Regions from separate parts of the Callithrix jacchus genome. Here region 1 is linked to region 2. The links are chromatin contacts, called in public Hi-C maps. All regions are on one chromosome and are shown on one strand. The core of a region is the stretch at or near the end of the contact, and the rest is flanking DNA. Distances in the headings are between cores, read along the strand shown. Region 1 overlaps CIPC (CLOCK interacting pacemaker). Region 2 has its middle 18 kb from the start of CIPC.

Region 1 (2,935 bases), core at 256-2,755, 48 kb after region 2:
GTGAGTCGAGATTGCGTCATTGCACTCCAGCCTAGGCGACATAGTCTCAAAAAAAAAAAAAAAAAATTAGACAGACATGGTGGCAGGGCCTGTAGTTCCCAGCTACTTAGGAGGCTGAGATAGGAAAACTGCTTGAACCCAGGAGGTGGAGGTTGCAGTAAGCCAAGATTGCGCCAACCTGGGCAACAGAGCAAAACTCCATCTCAAAAAAAAAAATGTAAAAATTAAATAAATTTAAATTTAGTGGCTTGGCTGGGTGCCGTGGCTCACGCCTGAAATCCTAGCACTTTGGGAGGCCAAGGTGGGTGGATCACAAGGTCAGGAGTTCAAGACCAGACTGACCAACATGGTGAAAACCTGTCTCCACTAAAAATACAAAAATAAGCTGGGCGTGATGGCGCATGCCCATAATCCCAGCTACTCAGGAGGCTGAGGCAGAATTGCTTGAAACTGGGAAGTGGAGGTTGCAGGGAGCTGAGATCACGCCACTGCACTCGAGCCTGGGTGACACAGCGAGACTCTATCTCAAAAAAAATTAGTGGCTTAAAACAGCAATTTATTGGCCAGGCACAGTGGCTCACCCCTGTCATCCCAGCACTTTGGGGAGGCTGAGGCGGGCAGATCTCCTGAGGTCAGGAGTTTGAGACCAGTCTGACTGACATGCAGAAACTTTATCTCTACTAAAAATGCAAAATTAGCTGGGCATAGTAGTGCATGGCTGTAATCTCAGCTACTTGGGAGGCTGAAGCAGGAGAATCAAATGAACATGGGAGGTGGAGGTTGCAGTGAACTGAGATCGCACCATTGCACTCCAGCCTGGGCAACGAGAAGAGCAAAACTCCGTCTCAAAAAAAAAAAAAAAACCCAGCAATTTATTATTTCTCTTGATTTTATGATTCAGGAATTTGTTCAGGGTTTGGCTGGGTGGTTCTTCTGCTCCATGTGGTGTCTGTGTCAGCTGGGGTCGCTCACTCAGCTGTATTCAGCTGGCGGCTGGACTGGGAGGGAAGGGCCAAGAAGGCATCACTTACACTCCTGGCACCTCAGCACTCCTCTGCATGGCCTCTCCACGTGGCCAGCATGGTGGTTTCAGGTCAGTGGGATTAATTACATGGCAGCTAGGAATTACATTTCATCCAAGGGAATGAAAGCAGAAGCTGCCAGACTTAGGGACTAGCTCTGAAGCTGGCACAGTGTGACTTCTACAACTTCTACCTCCCCAAGCAAGACACCAGATCAGCCCAGATTCAGGAGGAGGGAAAATGGATTTTGCCTCCTGATGGATGAAACGGCATACACATACTAGAATGGAAGGAGATGCTTGTGGCTATGTGGAAGACTAACTACCATTCAGTCTTCCTCACTGCCAGCCTTTCTCCCATCCCCTCTGCCTAACCCCAGGAAGCTTTTATTTCCAGGGACTCACGGAAGCCTGCTAGGCACCCACCACAAGGCACATGCCCATGTTTTGTCTTGCCTGGCCCTCCTGCCCAGTGACTCTTTCATACTCTGTACCTGGTTTCACACGCATTTGCTTTATCTTGTCTCTTTGAAGGTAGGCACCATTTCCCCCTACCTCCTGGGATCCAAGCTCCTGAGTTATCCCAAGCGGGGCTTGTTCTTGAAAACCTGAAAGAACCTAACATATGACTTGCAGGCACTCCACCAACTTGCCTGAAGTGAGGCAAGATCTGATTCAGTCTGGCAGACCTAGCACCAGCACTGGGGATGTCCCAGAAGCAAAGCTCTATAAACAGGACTTTTTGGCACCACAGTCCACACACGAGCTTGGGCCTTGAACAAAGGGAAAAATCTTATTTCTATAAGATCGTCAGCAGCAGCACGTGAGGATGTGTTTAGGGAGGCAGACCTCCCCCCAACCTCCTGAGCCAGAACTTGCATTTTAACAAATACCCAAGAGATTCACATGCATGTTAGAGTTTGAGACTACAGAAGCTAGGGGTTCTCAAGGTAAAGAGAACAGGAATGGGTTAGGAAGACAAATGCCGGTTAAAGCCTGCCTGAAATAATGAGATGTGGGCGCTTTTTTAAAAATCCTGATGCCCAGCATGTACCCTGGATCAATTAAGTCCAAGTCCCTGATGGTCTAGCCCAGGAATTGGAATTCTCTAAAAGCTCCTTGGGGGCCTTTTTTTAAATTCAACTTTTATTTTAAGTTCAAGAGTACATGTGCAGGATGTGCAGGTTTGTTACATAGCTAAACATGTGCTATGGCGGTTTGCTTTAAACCACAGGTGATTTTAATATGCAATCAGAGTTGAGGACCACTGATTAGGCGCTTAGTTGTTAAGATTTGTGGACCATCTATATACAAATCACTTGAGACACTTATTAAATATGCAGATTCCTGGTATCTACAACAGTATTTTTTAGTCTAAATCTCCTTGAGTGGGGCCCAGGAATTTGCATTTTTAAAAATGGAGATGGGGTCTTGTTGTGTTACCCAGGTTGATCTCGAACTCTTGGGCTCAAGCGAGCTTCCTGCCTCAGCCTCCCAAAGTGCTGGGATTAAGGCATGAGCCACTGCGCCCAGTCAGGAAGCCATGTTTTTTTGGTTTATTTTTGTTTTGAGACAGAGTCTCTCTGTGTCACCAGGCTGGAGTGCAGTGCTGCCATCTTGGCTCACTGCAACCTCCGCCTCCCGGGATCAAGCAATTCTCCTGACTCAGCCTCCCGAGTAGCTAGGATTGCAGGCGTCCACCACCATGCCCAGCTAATTTTTGTATTTTTAGTAGAGACAGGGTTTCACAATATTGGCCAGGCTGGTCTTGAACTCCTGACCTTGTGATCCACCCACCTAAGCCTCCCAAAGTGCTGGGATTACAGGAGTGAGCCACTGCACCTGGATGGAAGCCACATTTTTCACTATCTCTCTAGGTGATTGGAGTGTGCACTAAAGTTGGAGGCTGTTGAT
Region 2 (3,384 bases), core at 446-2,945:
CATGCCTATAATCCCCGCACTTTGGGAGGCTGAGGTGGGCTGATCACCTGAGGTTAGGAGTTCGAGACCAGCCTGACCAATGTGGTGAAACACTGTCTCTCCTAAAAATACAAAAAATTAGCCTGGCATGTACTCCCAGCTACTCAGGAGGCTGAGGCAGGAGAATCGCTTGAACCCAGGAGGCGGAGTTTGTTGTGAGCCAACAACACGCTACTGCACTTCAGCCTGGGCAACAGAGTGAGACTCTGTCTCAAAAAAAAAAAAAGAGGAAATTTGAACCTCCTTCTGTCCAATCCCAATGCCCAAATCCAATCCAAATACTTCATCTCTGAATTGTACAGCCTTTTCTGGGGGAGCATTTGCTAAAGAAAGAAACAACCTGAAACCACCAGGGCAATGGAGACAAAGCTAAAACTCCAAAAAGGGTTGGAGAGGAAAAGACAGCAACCTCACACACCACTCTCAGCCCACGTCCACACCTTCTCCCTCCCTAAGCCTTCCACCAGCTTGGCTGTCAGTTACCACTATTTGAGCCCAACCTCCCACCTCAGCTTCAGAATGTGAACCCACAGCCTCTGCCCTCCCCAGAGAGACACCAGGCCAGCTGGCCTGAAGCCCAGAGCCCAAGACTGCAGAGGGGGCTGGACAGAAAAGATGGAAAGTTGGATTGGGTCTTGAAGATGGGATTGTGAGTGTCCAGATTGGGCCGTAATTAAGAGCATGGGCCTGCAGCAGAAAACCCTGGGTTCAAAGTTGAGCTCTACTTCCTCCTGATTGGGGGACATATTTCCTTAACTACCCTGTGCCTCAGCTCCTTCTTCTGTAAAATGAGGCAACACTAGTACTCACTGATGTAGTATTCACTAATGGGTGCTGGGAGATTGGAATGAGATTGAGACGGGGTCTCGCTCTGCAGGCCAGGCTGAGTGCAATCGTGTCATCACGGCTCACTGCAGCCTGGACTTCCTGGGCTCAAGTGATCCCCGGCCTCAGTTACTAGAGTTGTGCCATATACTGAGGGCTCAGTCATTGCCCTTGTGGGGCTGCAGGAGCAAGGGATTAGGTGGAAGACTGAGTCATCCCTGGGTCAGCTGGACTGAGCCTTAAGCCAGTTCCTTAAGGCTCTCAGCCTCGAGGACTGTTCTTTATGGAAGGCCTCAGAATACTTTGCAGGGATGTTTTGAGGATTGGAAATCACATAGGGGAAGTACCCTGCACCTGTAAAGCACTCAATATACACAAAGCCCTTTCCTTCTCTCCCCTACAAGGTGACGTTTCCTTCAAAAAACACTGTAGGAAAGCTTTGCTTTATTGGCAAGAAGAATAAATGGCATAGTATGCACAGAGCCGACCCGCAATAGCCATTTGTTCCCTCAGAGAGACGAAAGGAAGACCAGCTTGATGGACACTGGGAGGGAGAAACACAGTGAAGAAGAGAGTGGGCGGGATCGAGCAGGCAGAGGATGGCAAGGAGCTTCTGACAGTGATCCTGGGCGGGGCGGGGCGGGTGGGGATGGAGAAGGTGCCCTGACATGACTGGGGACTGCTCCTGGGGAGGAGTAGAGGATCCTTGGCAGGGAAGAAGAAAGAGGGTTGTCCTCACACCTCGCTCTTGAGGAAAAGGAGGCAGCAAGAAAAAGGCCAAGGGTTCCATTTGAAGACTTGGTGACACCACCTGCCCCTTTTTAGGCCTGTTTTCTCTTTGCAAAACAAAGGGCTCTGGAAGGTGCCTCCCTCCCAGAGGAATTATGTGGGATACTCCCCAGCCAGCATTGTTCTCTGGGATACCCCACCATTTTGCTAGGGTGGGCTGATGTCACCTGTCCATAGCCCTCTGCCTGCCTGCTCTGTCCCCCACCACCGCACCCTCCTACCCTCTCCTTCCCAGACAGGAGGTTTTATTTTTAACCAGAGTTTACAAGCAGGATCTGGAAAAGCCAGTTTGTAGAAGATGTTCCAGCCCTGGCTGGCTCCGTCCCCACAGCAGGAGGGTGAGTGGCTAAGGCAGCCCTTGGCCAGGCAGGGAGACCTGCCCAGCAGGTGTGGGTGAAGGGCAGCAGGCCTAGGGACTAACAGCCCAGTCATCCTTGGCCAGCTGCAGGGCTGGAAGGGGGCCCAGACTGACCCTGGCTGCTCTGGAAGGGAGGAGAGGGTGCCCTATGGGAGGGGTGGAAGCAGCAGAACCTTCTGGGCTTTGCTGATGTCACCTCCCCTGTGGGGACTGATTGGCCCAGGACTTCCCTCTCTCCCTGGGGACATCTCTGGGCAGAGTGGCCCAATGCCCTGCTATTGCAAGCCAGCCCTGTCCTTCTGGGGCACCAGGGAGGGGGCAGGCAAGGCCAGGTTCCCCGGTAGGCAGATTAAGCATGTTCTCAGGGCGCTGGCAGCAAAAGACCATCAACAAAATGTTTGGGTTTGGTTTTGCTTTTTTAATGGCTAATATTTAGTACTTCAAAAATAGCAAGGAAGAGTAGTCATCCTGGGGAAAATGAAAACTTTGTTGGACTTCCTGACACTTATTTTCAGGTTTAGGATTATTTTATTTGGAATTTGTGTGTGGGTGAGTGGGGGAGGTACACCTTAATCTGTCAGCTTTTAAGGCTGCTAAAGGTCTTAATCCAGCTCAGGGAAAATCAAGGATCAGAAAGGGGGTGGGGACCCCAAGGCATTGAGGAGGAGGGAGTATGTGGCCTCAACCTGTAGCTCTATCCCCTGGAGAGGGAGGCTTTCAGCAGAGAAGGGGACACTGCAGTATTACTGTGAAAGAAGAGCTGGTCTAGCCCAGCCAGAGGCGTGCAGTGTGAGGCCTGCATCGGTGTGAAGAGGATCTCGGGAAATCAAGGTTTGAGTTTCTGCAGGGGAACAAGGAGCAGGGGCACTCAAGGCCTGGCAGCCTGGAATTGCCGTCCCTGGGTCAGAGCTGGGATTTGCTCAGTCTGGAAATGGCAAGCCTCTTGGCCAGAGGTGGCCAAAGACAGTGGCCACTTTGGAGGTGGAGCTGGCAACTCATTTCCGGGAAGATGGTTCCAAGGATGCCACTCAGCTCTGAGCCCCTGGAGGCAGGGCAGGGCTCGATGCCTCTTCCCCCATAGCCTGCTGCAATGGAGCGTGTTACTCACAACCCAACTCCCTTCCTGCCCCAGCCAGGCACTCAACAGCAAACATTTACAAAGCACCTACTTGCTCCAGGCACTTTTTTTGTGTTTTAAACTGGACGGAGTCTCACTCTATTGCCCAGGCTGGAGTACAATGTCGAGGTCTCGGCTCACTGCAACCTCCACCTCCCAGGTTCAAGTGATTCTCCTGCCTCAGCCTCCTGAGTACCTGGGATTACAGGCATGCACCATCACGCCTGGCTGATTTTTATATTTTTAGTAGAGACAG

Evidence for each region. A called contact is a pair of places that touch in the nucleus more often than the background predicts.
Region 1: a contact with region 2 is called in a Hi-C map of skeletal muscle, with 2.8 times the contacts expected there. The contact joins two enhancer-like sites. A contact is called at or near these places in 3 of 3 Hi-C or Micro-C datasets (induced pluripotent stem cells and skeletal muscle).

Annotation. Positions count from the first base shown.
Region 1 is chr8:111,985,101-111,988,035 of calJac240_pri, forward strand. All of the region lies in intron 1 of CIPC (CLOCK interacting pacemaker), which reads left to right. Among named protein-coding and RNA genes, the nearest start is that of IRF2BPL, 28 kb to the left of the region's middle. Within about 2 kb of position 1,506, at least 1 of the 16 cell types and tissues checked has an H3K27ac peak or open chromatin away from gene starts, as enhancers often do. A contact at or near this core is called in skeletal muscle, where this site is marked.
Region 2 is chr8:111,937,311-111,940,694 of calJac240_pri, forward strand. No RefSeq gene overlaps it. Among named protein-coding and RNA genes, the nearest start is that of CIPC, 18 kb to the right of the region's middle. Within about 2 kb of position 1,696, at least 6 of the 16 cell types and tissues checked have an H3K27ac peak or open chromatin away from gene starts, as enhancers often do. A contact at or near this core is called in skeletal muscle, where this site is marked.